3 separate regions of the Sus scrofa genome follow, and regions 2 and 3 are each linked to region 1. A link is a contact called in public HiChIP or PLAC-seq data. All regions are on one chromosome and are shown on one strand. Each heading gives the region's core, a stretch centred on a gene start, on an enhancer-like site or on the middle of the called end of the contact. The rest is flanking DNA. Distances are from core to core; before and after follow the strand shown. Region 1 overlaps FOXP1 (forkhead box protein P1). Region 2 has its middle 76 kb from the start of FOXP1. Region 3 holds the start of FOXP1 (forkhead box protein P1).

What was found. HiChIP or PLAC-seq counts read pairs in DNA pulled down with a chosen protein or histone mark.
Region 2: an H3K27ac HiChIP or PLAC-seq map of alveolar macrophages shows a contact between it and region 1. The contact joins two enhancer-like sites. A contact is called at or near these places in 1 of 47 Hi-C or Micro-C datasets (embryonic fibroblasts) and 1 of 2 datasets of contacts at active chromatin or transcription factors (alveolar macrophages).
Region 3: an H3K27ac HiChIP or PLAC-seq map of alveolar macrophages shows a contact between it and region 1. The contact joins the promoter of FOXP1 here to the enhancer-like site in region 1. A contact is called at or near these places in 3 of 5 promoter capture datasets (fetal liver, fetal skeletal muscle and liver), 12 of 47 Hi-C or Micro-C datasets (embryonic fibroblasts, fetal liver, fetal skeletal muscle and 7 more) and 2 of 2 datasets of contacts at active chromatin or transcription factors (alveolar macrophages and skeletal muscle).

What each region holds. Positions count from the first base shown.
Region 1 is chr13:52,455,702-52,459,055 of Sscrofa11.1, reverse strand. All of the region lies in intron 7 of FOXP1 (forkhead box protein P1), which reads left to right. Among named protein-coding and RNA genes, the nearest start is that of FOXP1, 520 kb to the left of the region's middle. Within about 2 kb of position 1,860, at least 67 of the 83 cell types and tissues checked have an H3K27ac peak or open chromatin away from gene starts, as enhancers often do. A contact at or near this core is called in alveolar macrophages, fetal liver, fetal skeletal muscle and 5 more, where this site is marked.
Region 2 is chr13:53,048,695-53,052,048 of Sscrofa11.1, reverse strand. No RefSeq gene overlaps it. Among named protein-coding and RNA genes, the nearest start is that of FOXP1, 76 kb to the right of the region's middle. Within about 2 kb of position 1,683, at least 6 of the 83 cell types and tissues checked have an H3K27ac peak or open chromatin away from gene starts, as enhancers often do. A contact at or near this core is called in alveolar macrophages, where this site is marked.
Region 3 is chr13:52,972,797-52,976,150 of Sscrofa11.1, reverse strand. FOXP1 (forkhead box protein P1) reads left to right here and starts at 1,794. Exons shown (of 21, transcript XM_021070841.1): 1 at 1,794-2,057.

The DNA.
Region 1 (3,354 bases), core at 611-3,110:
CCAACTTGTAAAAGCATGCTCCAGTTTTATGGATGCCTCTTGAAGAACTTGTCTTTTCAAAAGAACGAATTGCTTATTCACAGGGCACCCTGATGTCGTTCACAGACATTAAATCTCTAACGAATTTTAATACCTTTGAAAAAAAATCGCATGTGGATTTTGAAATGAACATTTCTACTTTCTCACTGTGCCTTGGTTGGAGAGAACTTCCTATATTTTTATTTCCTGTCTTTGGGGCCCTGCCAGCCCCTACCCGAAGGAGGCCCTTGTCTCTTTAAGAGTCAGAACTCTACTGATTCATGGTGCACTGGCAGATTTAAGGCCCCTCTCCCTCCCCCCAAAAAAGAACGCCCAGTGGTTCTCTACTAAATATTCATGAGAGGGTGGGGTCACATTTTTGTGACCTGAAAAATCCCATTAATAAATTTGTTATCTGACATAAAAACACTTTAGGGTGGAGCGCGATCTGTGCTGTGCCCATTTACCATCTGATCATAAGTTGACAGTCAACTGGCGCTTTTGTCTCCTTTGCTGCCAGATTACTGGGGGGGGTGGGGGGTGGAAATTGCCTGTTCCGCTGCTGACCTGATTGAAATTCAGGCCTTTGCTTGATTGGAAATATTATCAATATGCTTTCTGGTTTGTAGTAACCTGCATTAACAGCTCAAATGGAAAAATACTTTCCAGTAAAACTCCTGAAATGACCGGGTTAGAATCTGTTGCTTTTTTTTTTTTTTTTAATTGAGGGAAACTAGGTAATCACTGATGTCACCACTACTCCTTTTCCTCATATATTTTGAGGAAAAATGTAAAAATGTTAGAGTTTTGTTGTTGTTTTTAAGGATGGGCCAAAAAAGTTTTTCTGTAAATTGATGGTAGATTAGAGAGGTGATTTCTAGAACTGCCGAAAATGATGAAATTAACCTGGCACTTAAATCATGCCAGTTGAGCCAACAAAGTTTAGCATATTGGTGACTTTTTTTTTCCACACTGTACTCTGTTTTAAATAGCATTAAAGAGCAGTAACTATTTCTGATAGAGGTCATCTTAAAGTGCTCAGTGAGAGTAGCCTGTGTTGTTGCTGTTGTTGTATAAATAAGAAAGGAATTTAGAGAATTATTTCTTAGCGAACGAGTGGCAGATGCTTTCTTCAGCAGCTGTCGTTCTAGAGGGGAAGTAGCTTGGTTCAGCGACGAGGCACGTTGGTGGTTATTTATTTCAACCCCTGTGTCGGGTTAGTTTCCCTCCGCGCGCACAAGCACACTCTGGCGAAGCCGACTCTTGGAAAGAAAGGGGGCGGGGGGAATCAAAGAGGCTGAGGCTTGGTTAAACCAGGGACGTGAAGCGAAAGTTCTCCCGCAAAGGCCGTTTTCGAGGAAGTTCTCCTGTGCTGTCTTTGAGCCCCGCATCCCCTTCCGATTCTAAACAGTTGCTCCAAGCAGTCAGGGCGTGCGCCGGGCGCGCCGGTTCCCCTGCTTTGCCGCTCGGGTTGTTCTGAAAGGCTGGGACAACTCTTTGTCAGTTTCCAAGAGGAAACAAACACGCCACCCCACCAAAAAGCCCCGACCCGGCAGCCCCGGCTGGAGGGAGAGATGCGCGCCGCGCCCGGCTTCCCAGACGTCAGCCAGAGGCGGGTCAAAGGGTTAACAGCAATTAAGCAGAGTTGCTCCCGAAACAAAAGCAGGGTCTCCGCCGAGCGCGATTTCACCTGCCGCGCGGAGGGGGCCGGGGGCGCGGGCGCGGGGCGCGGGCCGCGGAGCCCATTGTGTGGGGCGCGGCGCGGCGCGGCGCGGGGTGTTTAGAGGCGGGTTGTGATTGGTGGAGCAGGGCGGGGCGGGTGGGCGCGGCGCGGTGCGTCTTGTCAGCCCGCGAGCCGGAGCGCCCCTGCGCGCGTGCAGTCCGCCTGCACGCCGAGGCCGCCGGACCCCACGCCCGGCCCGCGCGGGCGCCCCGAGCCGGCTCCCCGCGCCTGGCGGCTACATGGAGAGTGTCAGGTTGGTCCCCATGATTGATCTTTGCCGTTCTGCTCTCCTTCCCCGGGCTCCGCGGTGCCAGCTTCCTGGGGCCTCGCTGGGGAAGGCAGGAGCGCCCGAGGGTTTCTAAGTTGAGTCTTTCGGAAAAAATAATAATAACAATCGCTGTTTACCAACTTGGGTGGGAGTTGTGCTCTGGAAGTGGAGGCGGGGGAGGGGGTGGAGGGGTGGGAAGAAGCAGCTCCAGGCCTGTGGGTCCTGGAAGAGAGAGATTTTACCCCCCTTTCTCTCTCGCTCTCCCTTTTTTTAAATGTTCATGGGTGGGGTGTAGTTGAGAGTTGGAGGAAGTCCTGCTTGTGTTTTGCTCTCGCGCTCTCGCTCGTTCTCTTTTTCTCGTTCGCGATTCTTTTTCTGCCGGTCTGGCCTTCAGGCAGCCACTTTGGTAAAGCCCTCGCCATCACTCCATTCGGGGGACGTATCTGGGGTGTGATTTATGTCACTTTTCAGAGCGTGTGAAATATACAAGGAGCCTTCCGTCTCAGCGTAACCCGGGTGGATGTTTCTTTGCTTCTGATAGTTTGTTTCTATATCTGTCTAGGCTATTTTCAGCTTAGCTGTTCAAATTCAAGGAGTTCATACACAGTTAAGGGTGGAGGGAGACGAATAGAGCCCCGTACCAAGACGGCCAGACCGGCGGAAGGACACTTAGGCAGGTTGAGGAGCCTTAGCCTCTGTTGCAGTACTTTGCTGGTTAATTAAGTAGTGAGTGGGGTTTGGGTAGGACGCGAAGCCGACTGAGGAATTGCTACGGGGTACTCCCATCCGAACCGGCTCTGAATGTAGCTAACTCAACTGTCAGATCTGCCTGAAAGAGGGTCGGTCGTGGAAACAGACTTTCTCCCCCCACCACCCCCCTCAAGTGTCGTGATGGGAAGGAGGGGATCTTTAGGAAGTGGGTGGTAAAGTTTTAGAGCAAAGTACATATAGACTCTTCCTCTTTGGGATTAACTCCTTCAAGGCCTGCCGGTTAGGAGTGAAATATCTAATAATTTTATATTCTTGTCCACACAGACCAAATGTTCTAATCAAGCCAATTTAAAAATGCAAATCACCTAATTTCCATAGATTCCAACATTTTGAAAGTGACACATTTGGGGGAAAAATTAAGCCTGATAACAGGAAATGTGAATCATACTATCAATGACTAATCTGCTTAAGAAAAAAAAAATAAGTTACATTTATTTTATTAGGAAGTCAGTGTTAAAGAAGCCATTTTTTTTTAACTTTAAATCAAGTGTCCCTTTCTTTTTTTTTAAGAAGTGGCCTTTTTTCTTTTCTTTTTTCTTTTTTGCTTTTTGTTCATTTGTACTAGATTTTCCAA
Region 2 (3,354 bases), core at 434-2,933, 590 kb before region 1:
ACAGCCTCTTCAAAATAAAACCTCACACATCCTCCCTAATGACCCCAGATCCTCTTCCTCATCTCCATTTTCCTGATAGTGAATTAAAACCAGCTATCTGTGACCCAACAAATTCCCATCCCTATAGTCCTGCGGCCAGTAGCATCCATCGTTCTCGAGGCCCTTTTTTCACCCCTCTGTCAGTGCCTTCCTTACTCTTGTTACTACTGTCCCCATTGTCAGGTTCTTACCCTTCCAGCCTATCCTGTGAAATTGAAGATCATAGTTCCTAAAACCTAACAACCACCAGGTCATTCACCTGATTGTCTGATGGCTCCTCCAAATAAAGTGGCTTGTCATTACCAAGCTGTTGAGACTATCATTAAGCCTCACCTACCTAATTTTCAGTCTTGACCATGAGTCCCATTTGTACACAATATAAATTTGATAAACTGGACTGCTTTTGGAAATGATCTTCCTCCTCTGGAAGGAAATATGCTCTCCCTTATCTAAATTGAAGACTCGTTTGGCTGCCCAGAGGTTAAGGTGCACTCACTATAGTTTGACCAATTCATGAATAGTGCCACACAATGTGAGTTTTTTACCATCTCCATTTGACCTTCCTTCAGCATGTTATGTCTTATATATACTCCCAATGATAAAATGGAAGAAGACGAGTTCATGGCCTCTGAATATATTTAAAGCCCTTTTTATTGCACTAATTATTTCCTGAGCAAGTGCTAAATAGCTGTGAAACTTGGCCAAATAAAAATAACCCATACGGCCGAGAGTCAACAAATTAGTAAAAGATTATGTTGTACACCAAGCCATGATAGCAGGAAAAGTCAAGGTTAAATTTTCTGCTAATAGTGGTCATCAGCAGCACCTAATAGGGCCATGGTAACTTAAAAATAGTTTAAAATGGGACACATTACTGAAATAGGGTTTTACATGATAGATACGGTTCAGTCAAAAACCCCAAGGCAAGTGAACTTGTTCTGTCTATTGGAAAAGATTTCAAGCTCTCAGTTTTGTGATGGAATTCATTAGAAAATGCTGTTGGTACATTATCAGAGATGTGCTAGGTTTTTCATTGGCCTTCACTAAACATGCAAGTTCCTTTTATCTTGTGAACCCTCCGACACAGAAATTAAAGCATTAATTTTGTTCCTTAAGTCTCTTCATGATACAATAGCAATGAAAATGCTTTTTTTTTTTTTTTTTTTCCTATCATCCCTGAGGACAGATGAAGACTCAGGTACCCCAAGGAAGTTGATATCTGGTGGAGGGTAGTGATACAACATAGTACCAGGTTAAGAAGTGTTTTGTGGACTCCATCCTGAGTATATTGTTCCACTCTCAAGATGAAATGTGGAGAAATACTGCTTCCTGTCTCCTCTGAATTCATGAGGAAGGTCCAAACCCAATGATGAAATTTGGGGGAGGAAGTGAATTTGTCGTTCCCTGTACAATGAGAGTTGTATAACCAGGCTTTTAAATGGAATAGGTTCTCTCTTTTCAAAGTGGGCAAATGTATCCTAGTTTTCAAAGTTCAGATTCCAACTCAAGTGACTAGAAATCCTCACGTGTCCTCCAGAAACGGTTTGGTTTCTTGAAATATGACTAATGGCATGTTCAGATAATTTCGTAACCGCCATCACCACCACTGTGCATTGAGAAGGCACGATGACTGAGCAAAAACACCATGCGTTTTCACTTCCCAATGAAACACTGACACCAGGGTGTATGTGTGAGTGAACTCTTGCCCGTCTTCCACTGCTCTATTTTGAGTTTGAGTTTAGGCTAAAGACGCCATTGCAGTTCAAATGGAGGGCTGTAGCCATGGCACTCGTGGATGGCTAACCTATAGTTAATCATACAGATGATGAAATAAGTGTCTAGAGAATGAAATAAACAAATGAGGCTTTTAAAATCTTCCCACACCAAGTTTATACCCCCACATTTCTACACTTAGGGCTACAAAACCGGCAAAGATGATTCCAATGTTACCACACAAGGACAAATTCCAGTATCACCCACACCCCAGTTATGAATTGCACACCACATTGCCATGTCCAAAGGTTGCTGCACACTTAGGATCCGAAGCATATAACTGAGAGATCAAGATCTGGCACTTGAAGATGATTCTATGTAGAAAACATTTGTCAGCTGAAGATAAATCACTGTCTGCATCCCATCTTGTTAGCCGTCATTTTACCTCTTTGCACAACCACATTTTTCTTTTCTTTTTTTTATTGTTTTTTTTTCCCCTGTAAATCATAGAGACCCAGCTACACATACATGTATACATAATTTTTTCTCCCATTGTGGTGCTGCGAAGTAAGTATCTAGACATAGTTCTCAGCGCTACACACACAACCACATTTTTCTTCAAACAGAACCAGGGTAATGTAAGTGGAAGTTGGCAATTTCAAAATACTTCAAGTGCCTGGTTTTAGACAGAACCTCTTTGGCTTTTCAAGCTCATTGATCCTTGCTCTGCCACACCACATCTGATCATGTCACTGCCGTTCTGTTTATGCAACATAGCATGGTGTCAAGTGGTACCGGATTCTGGCACCATCATCAGCCAAAGAGATCACAAATCAAACACTGGTTCTGAAAACTGCAGGTGTGATGCCAGTGTATTTTGAAATTTGTTCCATCGCTATTTTCCCCCAAGAAATAGAGGTGTTGATATTAAAGGCTTATTATCCTTTTGAAATGTCTTAGTCAAAGAAACACAGTGCCCCCAACCTGGAGGGCAATGAGTTCAGTTATTCAAGTAAACAATGATTACTTGATGTCACTAATTCTGACACCATAGTCATGTTCCAGGCTGCACAAGTGTGAGAGAAATAAAGTGAAACATTCAGTTCAAAAAATGGGAGTTGTGTGCTGGCTGTACCATATACTGAGGACTCCCCTGTTAATGTCGCTACCTCTCATTTCTCCCTTTCACCCCAGAATCAGCGAGTCTGACCTGCCAATATCTTCAGGGGAATGTCCGGTAGGCATCTTACATGTAAGTGTCCACTAGAGAGGAAGGTAGACCAGACGGGACCAGGGCCTGGGAGGAGGCAAAATGGGAGTTTAGTGTTTAATGGGTACAGAGTTTGTGTTGGGAAGGATGGAAAAGTTTGAGAAGCAGATAGTGGTGGTGGTCACGACATTGTGAATGTACTTGATGCCACTCAATTATGAATGAAATCGTAAGTTTTATGTTTATGTATTTTTTAAAACAAATTTTATTGGCATGTAGGTGACTCACAATATTGTGTTAATTTTAAGTGTACAGCAAACTGAATCAGCCATACCTATATACGTATATAAATCTTCATTCTTTTTCAGAGTCTTTCCCTATATAGGCTGTAA
Region 3 (3,354 bases), core at 545-3,044, 520 kb before region 1:
ACCCTATCTCTGGCTTTATTCTGTATCACCAGTGGATGGCTTTTTTTTTTTTTTTTTTTAAACTCACAAGACAGATACCATTTTAAAGTGGTAGTCTTATGATTTGATTGAAATTGAGATTTAGTATTCTGTAAATGAATGCTTAAAAATATTTGTAACATTATATCCAAAAGAATTTATAGTAACCTTTTCAGAATATTTATTATATACAACTGTATTGGACTCAAGACCAAAGGGACAGTACTTGTGTCCCCCGTGCCCCCCAAGTACTTTGTAGGAATATGCAGGAGTGACTTTGGATATACATTCTCAAAAAGAGTTGCCCTGCCAATAGCTAGAAATGCTCCTTTGAAGGCTGGTGGCATCTGGGGTGGGGGTGGGGGGGGTCTGAAAAAAATTACTTTTGTTAACAGCAAAAAGAAGCCGTAGAGCCATATTTTTTTTTAAGTCACACTTGGGGAACAAAAAGTCTTCCCTGGGCTGATAAAAGTGAAAAAAATAATTGCGTCTTTTGTTTTATACATGTTTATGCATATTTCACAACATTTCATTCAGGCTCCTCATTTACTCCTTCAAATTTCTAAATTTCACCAAACTTTAAAGCGGCAAAAAGAAAAAAAAAATCTCGCTTTTTCAAATTGGACAAAGCTTTTTCCATTTGAGTGATCTCTGGGAGAGCAGGTAATTTGTGTTAAACAACTGATTGACTTGCTAGCCCCCTGGGCGTTTTCCTAAGAGAAACCTTGGCCGAGAGCACAGCTCCCTTCGCAGCCACTTTCGCCTAAAGTGGATCTAACTACACATTCCGGCAGTGACTCTGACAAGGAAGGGGGGAAAAACGTCCCGCGTTACACTCTCCTGGTGGTGGGGGGGAGGTGGACCCTCGCTGGCGGGTTTCTGTTTCCTTGCAAACAGGGGTTTGTCCTTCTGTTGAACTTTCACCTCCCGAACTCGCCTTCTTTCATTGGACAAAGTGCAGAAAGAAAGAGGAGAGACCGAGGGAGGACGGGAGAGAAGGAGAAAGGGGGTTGAAACACCACTCCGCCTCCCCCTCCTTCAACTGTCACTGATGGCAAAACACTTTCACTTTTAACTGGAGGAACCTCTTATCCCTGCCTATCCTCTCTTCTTCCTTCTGTATTTTTAGCTCAGAAACCAAGCAAATAGCCTTAGCATTCCCATCTTCGGCCCTAGTTGTTAACACTCTCTCTCTCGGCTTTTTCTCATGCCTGAATGGGCCCCCCTTTCCCCATCTTCTGAGGAATCCCCCCTCCCCCATGCCCCTTATTTTCCAGGTCTGTCTTGCCAGATCCCTCTTTTGCCAAGGACTGCTCTGGCGTGGCCTTCCCCTCTCTGGTCTGCGGGGCTCTGCCTCCTTCTTTTCCCCATCCAGTCTGGACACCCCGCACTCCCACCTCCCGGCTCCCCTGCACCTAGCCCCCAGCCCCCGCACACCCTCCCCCCTTGCTTTGGCAACTGCGATTTTTTTTTTTTTTTTTTTTGCTAGCCTTGTTGTTTACCCAGCAGGTGGATGTGACGTCAGGGACGCACAACAGCAAAAAATAACAACATCTCCCTCCGCGACGTGTTGGCCTCTCGCGCGCCTTATTTATTTATTTGTTCCGGGAGGCCAGGGGAGGTGGGTGGGGGCTAGCGCCCCAGTGGATCCGAGAAGTGGGGAATGTTAGGCAGCGCCCTGGGGCGGTTTGGGGGTGCCTGAGACGGAGAGGGGGCCTGGGCCGGAGGCCCGGGGTGGGTTAGGGAGCGCCCCCGGCCCGACGCTGCCCGCGCCTCTGCCGCCGCCGCCGCCGCTGGCTGGGCTCCGGGAAGCTAGTCCGGAGCGGAGGAATCTATTGTTATTTATTGTGTGGCGGCTGAATGCTGTACTCGCGGCGGCCCGGCCCTCGCCCGGGAGTGCGTGTGTGCGCGCGTGTGTATGTGTGTGTGTGTGCGTGTGCGCGAGTGTGTGTGCGGGGTGCGCGCGCGGGCGGGAGTGGGCGCGCGCGGGGAAAGGCCCGAAAACACCTTAGTTTGCACCGAGAGACCATTTGCAGCGGGTGAGTTTGTATTTTTCCATTTCTGCTCCACTTTTTCCCAAGCCGCCTCCCGCCTTGTTTCCGACTACTTTAAACAACAACAAAAACCAGCACAAAAAAAAAAAAAAAAGAAAAAAAGAAAGAAAAAGAAAAAAGAAAAGAAAAAAAAAGAAAAAGAAAAAAGGAAAAAAATACTTTTCATCTCCAGGCTCCACGTGCATCTCCCCTAGCCCTCCCCAGAGGCAGCCTCTCTCTCCCCCGCGTTGGGCCGGAGCTCAGGGGTGGGTGGGGGCTGCGCGCCGGCGCGGGCGTGGAGAGGACTCCGGTGGCGCCCGTACTCTTGGGTGCATTTCCATAAGTCAAAAGGGGTTGCGGGGGAGGGGGGACGGTGGCGGCGGCAGCGGCAGGGAGGAGGCGATCTCGCTTTCCCTTCGGCCCCTTCACGCCTCGTTCTGCGCTTTCCACAGTCGCCGCGGGGAGAGAAATCGATAAGCCCAGGCCGCCCGGCGCAACTTTCGGTGTCTAGCGTCGGGGTGCCTTCCGAGGAGCATGGCGAGCGCTGGGCCCGGGGTCGGGTCAGTTGCGGGAGGGGAGGCGCGCCGAGCGCCTTTGGAGCCCAAAGTTTGGACTTGGAGCAAACTTTTTCCCTTCGCTCTTCGCTAGTGTTTGCCCCCCTTGGTGCCCCCGGGGCTTCGCCGCAGAATGACTAGGGACATCTGCGCCCTAGGCCCCGCGGCTGGGGACATCCGTGGTACCACGCACGCGGTGCCCCGAACTTGGCGGCGGGGGCACTCCTCCGACGCCCGCTGGGAGCTGGGAAAACTCAGACACAAACCCGCGCACCCCCAGTTAGACACGTACCCCCACGCGCGCTTGGCCGGGCCAACCCAGCCTCCCCGCGAGGGGTCGGAGACCACGGTGGCCAACTTCGCGGGTGGGAGCTGGGAGTAGGGTGCGCTGAGGGGAGTCGCCGAGCCTGGATGCACTCCGCCGCACGCACTTTCTGGGTCTACTCCCCTCTCAAGCCTGGGGAACGGGGGGATTTCTCAAGCCTCAATTTATCCTGAGACGCGCGCGAGTCGCTGTGTCCCTTCGGCCCTGTCCTGGAGGCTGATGGCTCATGGCTCTCCGTCCTTCGGCTGCGCGCCGCCTTTCTCCCAAGCTCCCCTCGCTACATTCCTGCCCCGAAGAGAGGACTCAGCTGAGCCGGCAAGCCGGGCGTGCGTGCGCTTCGGGTGGGGACCGCGGTGGCGGCTCCGGGAGCCGAGGAGTTTGCCAGTTGCCGCCGGGTCGCGGTCATTCGCTGCTTCCGCCTCCA